3 separate regions of the Sus scrofa genome follow, and regions 1 and 2 are each linked to region 3. Evidence: chromatin contacts called from public Hi-C and HiChIP or PLAC-seq data. All regions are on one chromosome and are shown on one strand. Each heading gives the region's core, a stretch centred on a gene start, on an enhancer-like site or on the middle of the called end of the contact. The rest is flanking DNA. Distances are from core to core; before and after follow the strand shown. Region 1 holds the start of KIAA0825. Region 2 holds the start of NR2F1 (COUP transcription factor 1). Region 3 holds the start of FAM172A (protein FAM172A).

Region 1 (3,985 bases), core at 1,177-3,676, 400 kb after region 3:
AGCAAATATCTTTCACATAGAAGTCAATACAACACTGGACATAAGGATTTGAAATTAAATGTATTTTTTTTTCTGCAAAACGAAATACTGTTTATAATTTCTATATCATTTCTAGTACTAGTTACTTTAACTAGACTTTAAGTAAATTCCCTGACAATCTATTTATATTTCTTTACATACAATAGAATATTGGAAGGGGTAGGTTTAGTTAAGCATAGTCTCTTAAAATGTGTGATAATGACCATCTCTCTGAGGGTTACACGAGTGAAACAGAATGGTTTTGCTAACAGCCAATGGATAATAATTCCTTAGAGAGCATCACAAAGTTCAGTTCTATGAATTTGTACTCATCACTCATTTTCTCTGTTTTTACATAGACACACAAATAGAAGCTGCCTAAATAGATAGCTGATACTCTAGACTTAGAGTCACTAATATACTAATGGTCTCTAGATTGCTTGATTTGAATTAGGATGATAAAACTGGCCTAGGATCAATACAGAAAAGAATTTGGATTATGTATATGTGAAAATTACCTTATTGTGATTCCTTAAATTCCCTAACACATCCCTTAATATTAACACATTAAGGAATTAATTGCTTACACATTCCTTAAATCTCTTTATACTCAAGTTTTGCTATCCATTTGACTTCTGAATGTGATTTACTACTTATCCTATTTTACCTGAGAGTGAAAAGAATGATTCCGTTATGGCTATTTACGAGAGGAAGTATAGAGCACATGAAAAAGAGCCAAGGGTTGGATTCAGATAAACTGGGTTCAAATCTCAGTTGCCATTTAAGTGTATAATCTGTGGGTATGTCTTTGAGCCTTGGTATAAAATGTTTGCAAAACAGGGATAAATGACTTTTCTTGTAGAATGGCAGTAAGTTTAAGATAATAAATGTAAAGTGTGTGGCAGACAGTGACTATTTGTGATTAGTGTTAGCGGTTGGCTGTATTAATTTGAAAGGAGATGTCACAAATCAAGAGCAATGATAAAACAAAAAAACACCCTATTACCTATCTAAAAACTAGCTGGTATATAGAAACATGTAACCTCCCTTAAAGGATTTATAATCCTTTCAGCTGAAGAATGGACCACCAAGATTCAATAAAAATGACAAAACTGAGAACAAATGAAGAGATGATGAAAGTTTGAATTGTTAATCAACAAGGAGTTGAACTTGTCCTAAATATGGCCGAATTACTCTCAAAAAATAACAAGGCATTTGCCTGGTGCATCAGGGTCCTTGATTGGAACACAATGTATTTTTTTTTTTTTATTTTTATGGTAGAGTTATCCTTAGAACTCCCTTTGGAACTGGCTGTTTTGGAAGAAAGAAAGAAAAAAAAAAAAAAAAACCAAGCAGCTGCGTTTTATGGAACAGGTGATTACTTAAATGTAAGATGGAGAGTGTAAACTACTTACTTGAAGAAACTGCATTACTCAAAAAAAGAGAGAAGTTGCCAAGATTATTTTATCACATTTTTAAAATCTTCCACCAAATGAGCACCTTTCCTTACATTATTCCTTCGTCGGAAGCAATTTCATTTTAAAACTATTCAACCGCAGACCTCCACCTAAAATTCTCCTGAATCCCTCATTAACTAAGGAAGCCTGGAGCAGAGCAGGGGCAGCCCTTTCTGAAAGCACACCTACTTTCTGCAAACTCATTAACAGAGGATTAAAATCTAAAGCCCATGTATGAAATTCTAAACTTGTTCTCCTATCTCATTAGCTCATAGCAGCCAGATAAACAGACTATTCTCACCTATTTCAAACTGCGCCTGGACAGCTGAATTAATTCTAAATCAGGAACGAACCCCTCATCCCACTTTCAAAACATACAAGGTGTCCACTTCAACCGACTAGCAGCCTCCTCCCACGAATTGCACTCCAGCGTAATGCCAAGAGTACTCAGAAAAAGGATGGTAAAGCACCTCCGGAAAATCTAGAGTGGCCAATGGGAAAGTATGGACATCCCTTGATCATTGGTTGGGAGACTCGATGCTACACCGAGTAGCGGTACAAGGTGTCTTTGGCCTTGCCCAGGGGCACTTCGGGAGCCGAGGTCAAGTTCCAAGTTGGAGACAAATGCTGCGAGGGGAGAAGACGGTAAGTTGGGATCTTAAGGCCTTCTCCAACAGAACAGAGGATCGAGCCCACGGGGATGATGGGGGCTCCTAGTTCAATCCTTTCCCGCTCACTTATTGGTCCGGCCGAAATGCTGCACGGAGCCCCGGGAGGCCGGAAGTACCAGGCCCAAAAGGTAACCCAGAAAAATGACTCACCAGTCTCCCACCTTCGTAGCTGATCTAGCAGGGCCCTGACTCGCCAGCAATAATCAAGTCCTGCACCCTTCTCAGACCGCCCTGACGACCGCTGGAGAGCGTCACTAACAACCACCCGGAAATGGCGCAATAGCTTCCGGGGGCGCGGAGCGCGCGGCGGGAAATTATTTCCCAGAGCCCGGATTAGTGAAGCAGCCAGTGCTGCAGCGGCTGTCGTCTTCCTTGTCCCCGCCGCCGCGCGAAGGAAGCAGCCCAGAAACTCCGGCCGGGAAGGTAAAGGGCCTCAGCTCGGAAGACACGGTGTACCCTGACTCTGTAGGGATGTTTCCTCCGTGCCCTCGAAGTTTCTGCGCCTCTCGGCTGTGAGGCTGGGAAGGGGCCGGGGTGAGCGGCGGCGGCGCCTGCCTCTGGCGTTTTCCTCAGCTGCCGTTTGTTCGCTCTCGGCCGAGTCGCCGCGCTTGGCGCCCGCGTCGGTGAGCTGCGACCGCAGACCCCGCCCCGGTGCCGCAGCGGGGACGGTAGCCGAGCGCCTCTGCAGTGCGGGGCTCAGCGGCTTCCCCCGCCTCCTGTTTGCGCAGCTCCGCAGTTGGGTTTCCTGCCAAGACTGCACTAGGCCACTCGCGTCTCTCGTTTCCATAGAACCGACTGGGACGCCTCTCCCTGAGTCCCAGATTCTTGGCTGCTTTCCATAACTCAGCGTCAGTGCAGGTGTTTGGGATACCCCAGGCCCACCTTCCTGTGACGAGGAAAATGTTGTCATTCTTTTTTCCCTAGTAGAATTTTAAATTTACCCAAATGGTAATGAACATAACTGCGGCTGCTCTAGGCCTTCAAACACACACACGCAATCTTTCTCTCTCTCTCTCACACACACACATACACGTCTATCTCTGTTCCTAGGGATTTTAATATCTTAGCCATTTGAAGTCTGGGAACATGGCTATGGTTGTCCTGAGAGTTCTTCCACTTCCCAAACGTCTGATTAAATACTGACAAAATCTTAATCTACTTTGAGTACTCCATAGCAGGATTTGACCCAGAAATTAGATGGAGCTTGATTTTGGTAGCACCAACCTCTTTGACGAATGACTGTGCTATATCAAAAAAAAGCGGAAAAAAATTCCTTTTAAGACATTAGGAATGAAAATTTAAACTGAATTTACAGTGTACGTGTGACAGACTCTGCACCTCATGAACTTTTGGGCTTATGTTATTACATTATGCCTCATTTCCTAGAAGTACTTATTGATGTGCAAGATGTTCCCATTTTAAGCAAGTTTGACTAACCTGTATTGCAGGTGTTCCTACATAAGTTAATAGCTTGAGGTGCGCTTTTATAACGAGTTAGTTTGATTATGATTAAGTTAACTCAGTATTCTAAATTTAAATGAATTAAGGTACTTTAATACTTGTGTACGTTTTTATTGTGAAGAAAATTAGCCTTCAGTAACACAAATATGCTCCTGTTAGGTCTGTTTTCTAAATGTAAATTTTTCTTTTGCCTTATTGATTTAAGGGAAATTCAATTATATGATTTAATATTTTTTTGCTTCCCTAAAGCCTGTGAAACAGTCTTCGAAAAGGCGGTCAAGTATGTTATTTTTCATAATCACAATTCAGAATGCTGAAGATTTCATAATAGGTGTCGAAAATTTTCACTCATGTCTGAAAACCTTGCCTTTAAGAAAA
Region 2 (3,847 bases), core at 979-3,478, 450 kb before region 3:
TCATTAAAATGGTGAGAGTTTAATTCCCATTTAAAATGTTCCTAACATTTTCAATGACACTTCACGCTCCTAAAACCTAATTTTAAAAACTTTTCAGGAGAAAACAAAATAATGGCCTTCGAATTCTCTTTTTACCCATTGCAAGGCATTCTTCCCTTCGCCATCCCTTCCCCCTCTGGTGCTCATGTGCGTGTGTGTGTGTGAGAGAGAGAGAGAGAGAGTGCGTGTGTGTGACCATAGACGACCCATACTAATCAGGTCTCAGAGTAAATAGCAGCGCAGGGCGATCTCAATGTAAATTGCGCTTGTCAGAAGCACACCCCCCTCCCTCACTTTCTCTCCTCCTCTCTACGCCATTCCCGTCTGTAGGTAGCTAAGGGGGGGGGGAGAAAGAAAGGAAAAGAGGAGGGGGGAGGGGCTCTCCAACCAATGGCGTGCGGGAGGCTTGGCTAACCTTAGCCTCCCATTTTCTCTCCCCCCCGATTCAGGGCTCTGACCAGTCAGTCGCCTTTGATTATCAGTTGCCAGCAGCCCTTCTCTTGGCTCCTTGACACGAGCTCCATATAAGGCAGCGATCTCCATAGAAACGTGTCAGTTTCAATAGTAGTGTCAAAGTTCACTATATACAGACATTCGCGCAGATCCCCCTTTCGGAAACACTGCTCTGCGAGTCCTCCCGTTTAAACGCATTCAATTTTGGGGTCTCTCTCTTCTCTCTCTCTCTCTCCCTCTCTCTCTCTCTCCCTCTCTCTCTCTCTCTCTCTCCCTCTCTCTCTCTCTCTCTCTGTCTCTCTCTTCCGCCTCTCTCTTTCAATCTCTCTCTTTTTTCCCCCTCTCTCTCTCCTCTTTCCCTTTTCTTACATATTCTATTAGTTGTTTCCACCGTATTCTTCTTCTTTCCTTTTTCTCCCTCCTCCTTGTCTCTTTTACTCCATTCCTGCAGAGGAGTGAGGGCTAAACTTAAGGGAAAAAAAAAAAAAAAAGAGGAGGAGGAGGAGGCACCCCCTTCGTATTCTTCTTATCGTTATTTTATACATATATGATTTTTTTTGGAGGGAGGGTGTTGGTTCCCGGCTGAAGAGCACTTATTTAAAATACTAAAAAAAGAACATTTTTGGGCGATCTCCAGGGTTTTTTTAACTAGCTCTGTGTGTTATAGCAGAAGAAGCAGAAGAAGGAGCAAGAAAGAGGAAAAGAAGAGGATTATTTATTCGACCTACTTTGGATGTCTCTTTCGCTTTTTTTTTTTTTTTTTTTTTTTTGCAATTCTTTTTCTTCTGATTTTTATTTTTTCTATTTCGCTGTGAAATCGTCGCCGGCGTGAATTATCTCGTATTTTTTTCTCCCTCTGTCACCTCCCGAAAGAAGAAGGCAGCGAGAGCCCGGCGCCACCCGCACAACAAAAAGAGCAAAGTGTGTGATCCTCCTCGCTGGCTGCCTTCTGCTCTCCAGCGCTGCCTTCCTGAATGGCTGGCTGCGTCCGGCCCTGGACCTGGCCCCCCGACACCAGCGCGCCCTGATCGCCGCCGGCAGCCTCGCCCCGCGCCCTGCTCGGCTCACCGCGCTCCCCTCAATCCCGAGCCCAGCGAGGGCTCCCGCCGGGACAGCGGCGGCGGTGCGGGCGGCCCCGACCTGGGCTCGCGCTCCTCTGGCTGCAGCCCCGACTCCAGCTCGGACTCCGGCCCGGGCCCGGGCTCCTCCAGCGGCGCTCGGCGCTGCAGCTGAGGCGGCAGCTCCAGAGGCGCCGGCAGCCGCGACCTCCTCCTCCTCCGCCGCCGCCGCCGCCCTCGCCCGCTTCCTCTATGTCTGCTCCGCCGGCGCGCAGCGCGTAGCCCGAGCGGCCGGCAGGCGGGCGGGCGCCCGGCGCGGGTGAGCGAGTGTGTGTGCCAGTGTGTGTGTGCGCGGGGGTGCGGGCGAGGCGGAGGGTGAGTGTGTGCGCGCGCCGTGGCCCATGCCCGCCGCCCCCGGCGCTGCGCCCCGCGCCGCTCCCGGCTGCCGCCTGTGCCATTTCTGATTTTGCAACTTGGGGAAGAAGAAAAAAGCGAGAGAAGGGAGCTTGGTCGCTGGGGGGGGTGGGGAGGGGGGGAAGGAGAGCGTGGCCCCCCAGGATCAGAGCGCGGGGGGAGCGGGCGAGGGGAGCAGGGGTGTTGGGGGGGGAGCCTGAGAGCCTGGGGGGCTGCAAAAAGAGAGAAAGAAAACAGCAGGAACCACAACAAAACGCCAGCAGGGCGGGCGGGCGCGCAGCAGCAGCGGGGCGGCCGAGGCAGTAGCGGCGGCAGCGGCGGCGGCGGCAGAAGCAGCGGCCAGTGCCCGGCTCGGGCTCCGCTCCCGCGACCCCGGGGCGCCGGGCGGGCCCCCCGCCCCCTCCCCCTCCCCCCTTCCCCTTCCCCTTCCCCTCCCAGCGCGCCCGCGCGCCCCACGGCCCTCGGCGAGCAGCTCGGCTCCCCCCAGCGCTCCCCGGGCCCAAAGATATGGCAATGGTAGTTAGCAGCTGGCGAGATCCGCAGGACGACGTGGCCGGGGGCAACCCCGGCGGCCCCAACCCCGCAGCGCAGGCGGCCCGCGGCGGCGGCGGCGCCGGCGAGCAGCAGCAGCAGGCGGGCTCGGGCGCGCCGCACACGCCGCAGACCCCGGGCCAGCCCGGAGCGCCCGCCACCCCCGGCACGGCAGGGGACAAGGGCCAGGGCCCGCCTGGCTCGGGCCAGAGCCAGCAGCACATCGAGTGCGTGGTGTGCGGGGACAAGTCGAGCGGCAAGCACTACGGCCAATTCACCTGCGAGGGCTGCAAAAGTTTCTTCAAGAGGAGCGTCCGCAGGAACTTAACTTACACATGCCGTGCCAACAGGAACTGTCCCATCGACCAGCATCACCGCAACCAGTGCCAATACTGCCGCCTCAAGAAGTGCCTCAAAGTGGGCATGAGGCGGGAAGGTGAATATTTCTTCTGTGCTTCTCTCCCTGAGCTTCGCCCGCCTCCCCGGCCCTCTTTCTTTCTCTCTCTCCGGCGGGGGTGGCTGCTGTATGAGGCTGGGGCTCCTGCGGTCCCGGCCCGTCCCAGCTTCCCCTGTCCCCGCTGCCTTCCTCCCCCGGCGTCCCCCCCCCTTCTCCCCAGCTCGCTGCCGCTGCCTCCCCCTCCCGGCCTGCGCTCCACTCCCCGGCTCCTCCACCCCGCCCGCTGCCTGCTCAGGATTGAGTCCCTGGGATCGTGAGCTGTGGCTTAAAATCCCCTTCCTCTGTCTTGGATGTGCTCGGTGTGTGTCTCTTTCCCGCGTGTGCGTGAGGATGCTCGGGGCTGTGCTGGCATGTACTTGGGGAGGGGTGCTTTTTCCCCCAGAAAACTCTGTTTCTGTGTTTTTTCATTCCACTTTTCCCTCCACCTCTTCATGCCCTTTATTTAAAATGGGGGAGGGCTGGAGACTGGAGTACTCTGAACCATAGATTCATTACTGCATCATCCTTTTGGAAGCTTAGCTTGGGAAAAGAGGAGTGAGATTTATTGCACTTGTAGGTCTAATTAGGGGGGAAGGGGGGCTTCTGGCCTGTTCACTGGTTCCCTCTCCTCTTCACCGAGCTGGGGCCGCCTCCTCCAGAGCTGTGGCCTTGTTTTCACCCCTCTACTTTGAAAGGAAAGTTTGTGACTGAACCGTGCTTTCATAGTGTGTCATTTTTTTTTAAAGCATGATACTCGTTTTATTTCTTCATCAAACTCCACCCTCTGCTTAAATACTGCATACAAATTACAATTTACAGCGGCATTTACCGATCCTTCTGATTTGGCTATAATGCATAGACTGCAGCTGGCATGAGCTTCCACATCATTTAATCCCTGTGTTGTATGGATTTGGTT
Region 3 (4,350 bases), core at 656-3,155:
ACTGTACAAGCCCAATCTGACCCTAAAACAGACAGCACAAGTTATGCACAACTGAGAAAATAGTGCTTAATTTTGTTAGTGCTAATGAAAATCTTGGAAACATTTCTATATATCAGAAAACAACAGATTCTCCTCTTAGAGGTCTGTCCGGGAAAGCTAAAAAAAAATAGGCTGTCAATAAATAAGATCCCTCATGCTCACACAAATCACTGTATAAATATTCCTGAGACTGTTAAACACTGATGCCTCCATGCCTACATCCACGCCATTCCAAGATATACCAAACATATTTCAGCCTCAGGGCCTTCTCGTAGCCTCAAACACATGCCCACATACCCACAGAGCTCACCCTGATTTCATTCACATCTCTAGGCAAAAGTCCTCTTATCATCAGCAAGGCTGATCTTGACTGACATAAAACAGCATGCTTCATCATTCTGTCACCCTTCAACCTGCTTTATTTTTCTTCATACCTCTTATCACTACTTGCTACACTTACTTGCTAACTGTGCTTCTCTATCCACCACAATGTAAAGTTCAGGAGCACAAAGACTGCCTGTTTGTTCACTACTGTAAGCCCAGCACCTAGAACATGACCTGGCACACTGAAGGTGGCCGATAAATATATGATAATTGAATGAATAGATGGATATTCACAACGTCACAGGTCATACTGCCCTCTTGAAATTGGTACTATTCTACCATTTACCAGAATTGCAGCAGCCACTGCCTCAAAGCCAGCCAGAGCTTCCCTTGCTTAGGTTTTACTCTTAAGTGGAACACCTAGTTAAGAAGCCAGATAGAAGCATGGTACCAGTATGTCCAAAAAATATTCTGTGACTTATCTTCTCAATACATTAAATGAAATATATAGGTCCCTCTCAATGAGGAATAAAAAAAGTAAGCACAAAGAATATACTTGTTACACTGTTTTAAGACAAAAGGATACCATAGATTGCATCACATTGCACCCATTTGATAAACAGTAGAAGGCACTTGCTAGCCTGAAAACTACAGGATTCTCCCTCTGCAATTTTTCAGAGGATTTGGAGAAACAAACAAACGCAGCAATAGTGCTTACCAATAAATATAGCACTAAATTAAGTAACCGATTATTTGGCACAACAGATACACACTCTGGAGCACCAGAAAAATATATTAAATCTTTGGATGAGGAAAAGAGAAGACTGTTTCCAAAATACACCTAACTTTACTTCAAAGTCCAAAGTATTCAATTAAGAATTCATCTCGGTGAAATGTTCCACCAGCGCCCATGCATGTTACAAGTTTTGATAGCATTCTATAAGTACACTTTAATATTCCGTCTGCAGCGAACGACTGCTGGCAAAGCTTTGGCAGGTGATGATAATTTGTAGAAATATCGTTAACCAGAGAACTGCAATACTCCCCACCTGAGAAAGCAGGAAGGTCCCTTACGCTACAATCTCTAGGTTCCCAGAACCCCGTATGTCCAACTGTAAGGAGACTCATCTAGGGAACACACGTGTTCCCGCCTAGGAAGTGGAAACGTCAGGTGGAAGCTCCCCATCAGCGGGGTCCGGGACTTAGGGCAGAGCTGTCCGCAGGAACCGCAGCGTGGCTCCGGGCAGTCTCCGGCCCCAGCGCCAGGGACCCCATCGCCAGGGACCTTCGCCCAAGATGAAACAAGGCCAGCCTCTTCCTCTGATTTCGGCCCGGGCCTGCCCCCGGAGCTCACAAACCCGGCAAACGCAGGTCCTACCTGAGCTCTGCCCCCAGCTGCAGGGCTGCGGGGGGAGGCGGGAGGAGGCGTGGCCTTCCAGCTCGCCAGTGGAACTCCCTCGTGCGGTTGTTATGACTTTGCCTCTTGGGATCCGCGCCCCGACCAAGTTCGAGTTGCACTTCCGGGGTCCGCAGGAGACTAAAACGTCATTGCGTACGCGACGGCGGCGGCCGCGACAAGCCGGAAATGGGAGGGGCGTGGTCGGTGGGTTGGTTCCTGTGGCGGTAGGTAGGCTGGGAGAGAGGAACTTGTGGGAGGTAAGCGTTGTCCAGTTTTTATCATGTGGGCTCTCCTCGCCTTTCCCTCGCCGTTTAAGGCGAGGGACACCATTTCCTGGGTAGTTTTAAAGGATGGGGCTACGGTGAAGCCCCATTCTCCAAGCAGAATTTTAAAAACAATTGCGGGAGCCCATGCAGCTAATTGCCCATTCTCATGGTCTCTCCCCCTTCACCTGATCCATTCAACTCCAGAAAAGACATAGGAGGTGGGAGACTTAAGATTTAGAAAATTAAATTTACCTCTAAATTATAACTTATATAAAGTAGGTAGTGAGGCATAGGCTTCTTGAGCCTGCTTTTTTTCCTACCTCCTGAATACTAACATGATGATTAAAAACAGATGTTGAAAGTTATGGTCACATCGCTAACAGGGGGTTGGATCAAAACTCAGCCTTTATGGCAGAAATCACTGATAGTAAAAATTACCCATGAAAATTCCCTAAGTGGCCGGCAAAGTCCAGAGTACATGATGTTAAGCATAAACTCTAGCTCTTTGTTACGCATACCTAAATGTGAGACCTCTTGGCTAGTTTATTCGTTACGATGAAAAGAGAGTTTGTAGATATTTGGGAATTTAAACAATCCTGATAAATCCGAGGGACAACTCTTAGTCTTCATCTAGCTTAACTATTCAGCATTTTACACAGTTAATCACATGTTACTTCTTGAAACTTGAAAAACCTTCTTCATTTGACTTTTGTGAACTCCACAGAACTCTTGATTCTCCTTTGCTAGATTCTTCCTCATTTCTTGATGTTAGTGTGACCCAGATCTCTTACCCTTTCTAGCAACCTTCATCCTCCAGGTGATTTCATTCATTCCCTTCACTGTCTTTTATATTGGCATTACTATACTGATGGCTCCCAAATAGCCGTTTGCAGCAATGATTATTTGATTTCTATACTGACATAGCTCACTTCTTACTAAACATATCTACCAGGATATTTAACATGCATCTCAAACGGCATTTTCTATCTCCAAAACCTGTTTTCCTTTCCTGTTGCATATCTTTGCATCTCAGTAAATGGCAAATTGATTCTTAAAATTGTTCAGGTCGTACCTTGATTCTTCTTTCTCTCACATTTCACATCCAGTCAATCGGCAAAATTGGTGGCTCTTTTTTCAAAAATTACCCTAAATCTAATCAGTTCTCACCACCTCTGCAGCTACTATTCTAGTCCTCATGGGATGCTCTAATTGTCTTTTAATTGCTCTCCATGCTTCTTACCTCTCTGCAGGCAGTTCTCCTATTGGAAACTGTAGAAGTCCTTTTAAAATGCAAATCAGAATTTGTTACTTTCCTATTCAAAATCTTTGAGCTTCTCTACTCAAACGGAATTAAATAAAAAATTGCTTACATAAGTCCCTAAGATCTTGAGTAATATGACCCCATGTTGCCACCGAAGAAGAGGGCAGTAAGAGATGTTTTGGGGGTGGGAAGTGAGTACTTGGCCAGTAAGTTATAGAAATGGAGTTCCTAAAGGGGATTTCCCAACTCTCTTGCCTGGAAATATTTAAAGACAAGACTGGCTGAGGGTTCCTGCAGTGACAAAGTAAGGTGATAATAATGGTCAAGTTTTCCCAGCAGCTAGTAGCCATGTTGGTTCCTGGTTGGGTATATTAGTTTTCTAGGGCTGCTATAACAAAGTACCTCAAGCTAGGTGGCTTAAACAACAAATTTATTGTTTCACAATTCTGGAGGTTAGAAGTCCAAGGTCAAGGTGTAGGCAGGGTTGGTTCCTTCTGAGGGATATAAAAGAGAATTTTTTCTATGCATCTTCCTAGGTTCTAGGGCGAGGTTGGGGAAAGGTTGCTGGCAATCTTTGGTGCTCCTTAGCTTGTACATGCATTGCCCCAATCTCTGCCTTTATCTTCACATGGAATTCTCTGAGTGTTCCCTGTGTCCAGATTCCCCCTTTATATAAGGATATCAGTCATATTGGATAAGGCCCACCCCAGTAGCCTCATTTTAACCTGATTACCTGTGTAATGACCTTATGTCCAAATAATATCACATTTTGAAGTACTGGGCTTAGATCTTTTTTTTTTTTTTTTTAGAGACAGAAACACTAGGGTAGAATTATTTTGAAAAAAATGAGAGAAGCAACTCCAGTATAAAGAAAGGGGAATCAAACTAAACTAATCAGCAGGGTGAGATGGTGTGAAATAAACCACCAAAAGAGGAACTACATGGAAATTTTGAGATACTGGCTGAACATCTATCCCATATATCAGGGAATGGCAGTGCTGGAGTTCCTGAAACTGGGTGACCTTCCAAAACGAAAATGTTCAAAGGACCTGATGACATAA

Evidence for each region. A called contact is a pair of places that touch in the nucleus more often than the background predicts. HiChIP or PLAC-seq counts read pairs in DNA pulled down with a chosen protein or histone mark.
Region 1: an H3K27ac HiChIP or PLAC-seq map of alveolar macrophages shows a contact between it and region 3. The contact joins the promoter of KIAA0825 here to the promoter of FAM172A in region 3. A contact is called at or near these places in 1 of 5 promoter capture datasets (liver) and 2 of 2 datasets of contacts at active chromatin or transcription factors (alveolar macrophages and skeletal muscle).
Region 2: a Hi-C map of skeletal muscle shows a contact between it and region 3, with 2.5 times the contacts expected there. The contact joins the promoter of NR2F1 here to the promoter of FAM172A in region 3. A contact is called at or near these places in 2 of 47 Hi-C or Micro-C datasets (fibroblasts and skeletal muscle).

The regions. Positions count from the first base shown.
Region 1 is chr2:101,289,557-101,293,541 of Sscrofa11.1, forward strand. It overlaps KIAA0825, which reads right to left and starts at 2,427. Exons shown (of 20, transcript XM_021085379.1): 1 at 2,297-2,427. The region is part of intron 2 of SLF1 (SMC5-SMC6 complex localization factor protein 1); the gene reads left to right.
Region 2 is chr2:100,445,433-100,449,279 of Sscrofa11.1, forward strand. NR2F1 (COUP transcription factor 1) reads left to right here and starts at 2,229. Exons shown (of 3, transcript XM_003354213.4): 1 at 2,229-2,931. The coding sequence starts at 2,472.
Region 3 is chr2:100,891,689-100,896,038 of Sscrofa11.1, forward strand. It overlaps FAM172A (protein FAM172A), which reads right to left and starts at 1,906. Exons shown (of 11, transcript XM_013994983.2): 1 at 1,742-1,906.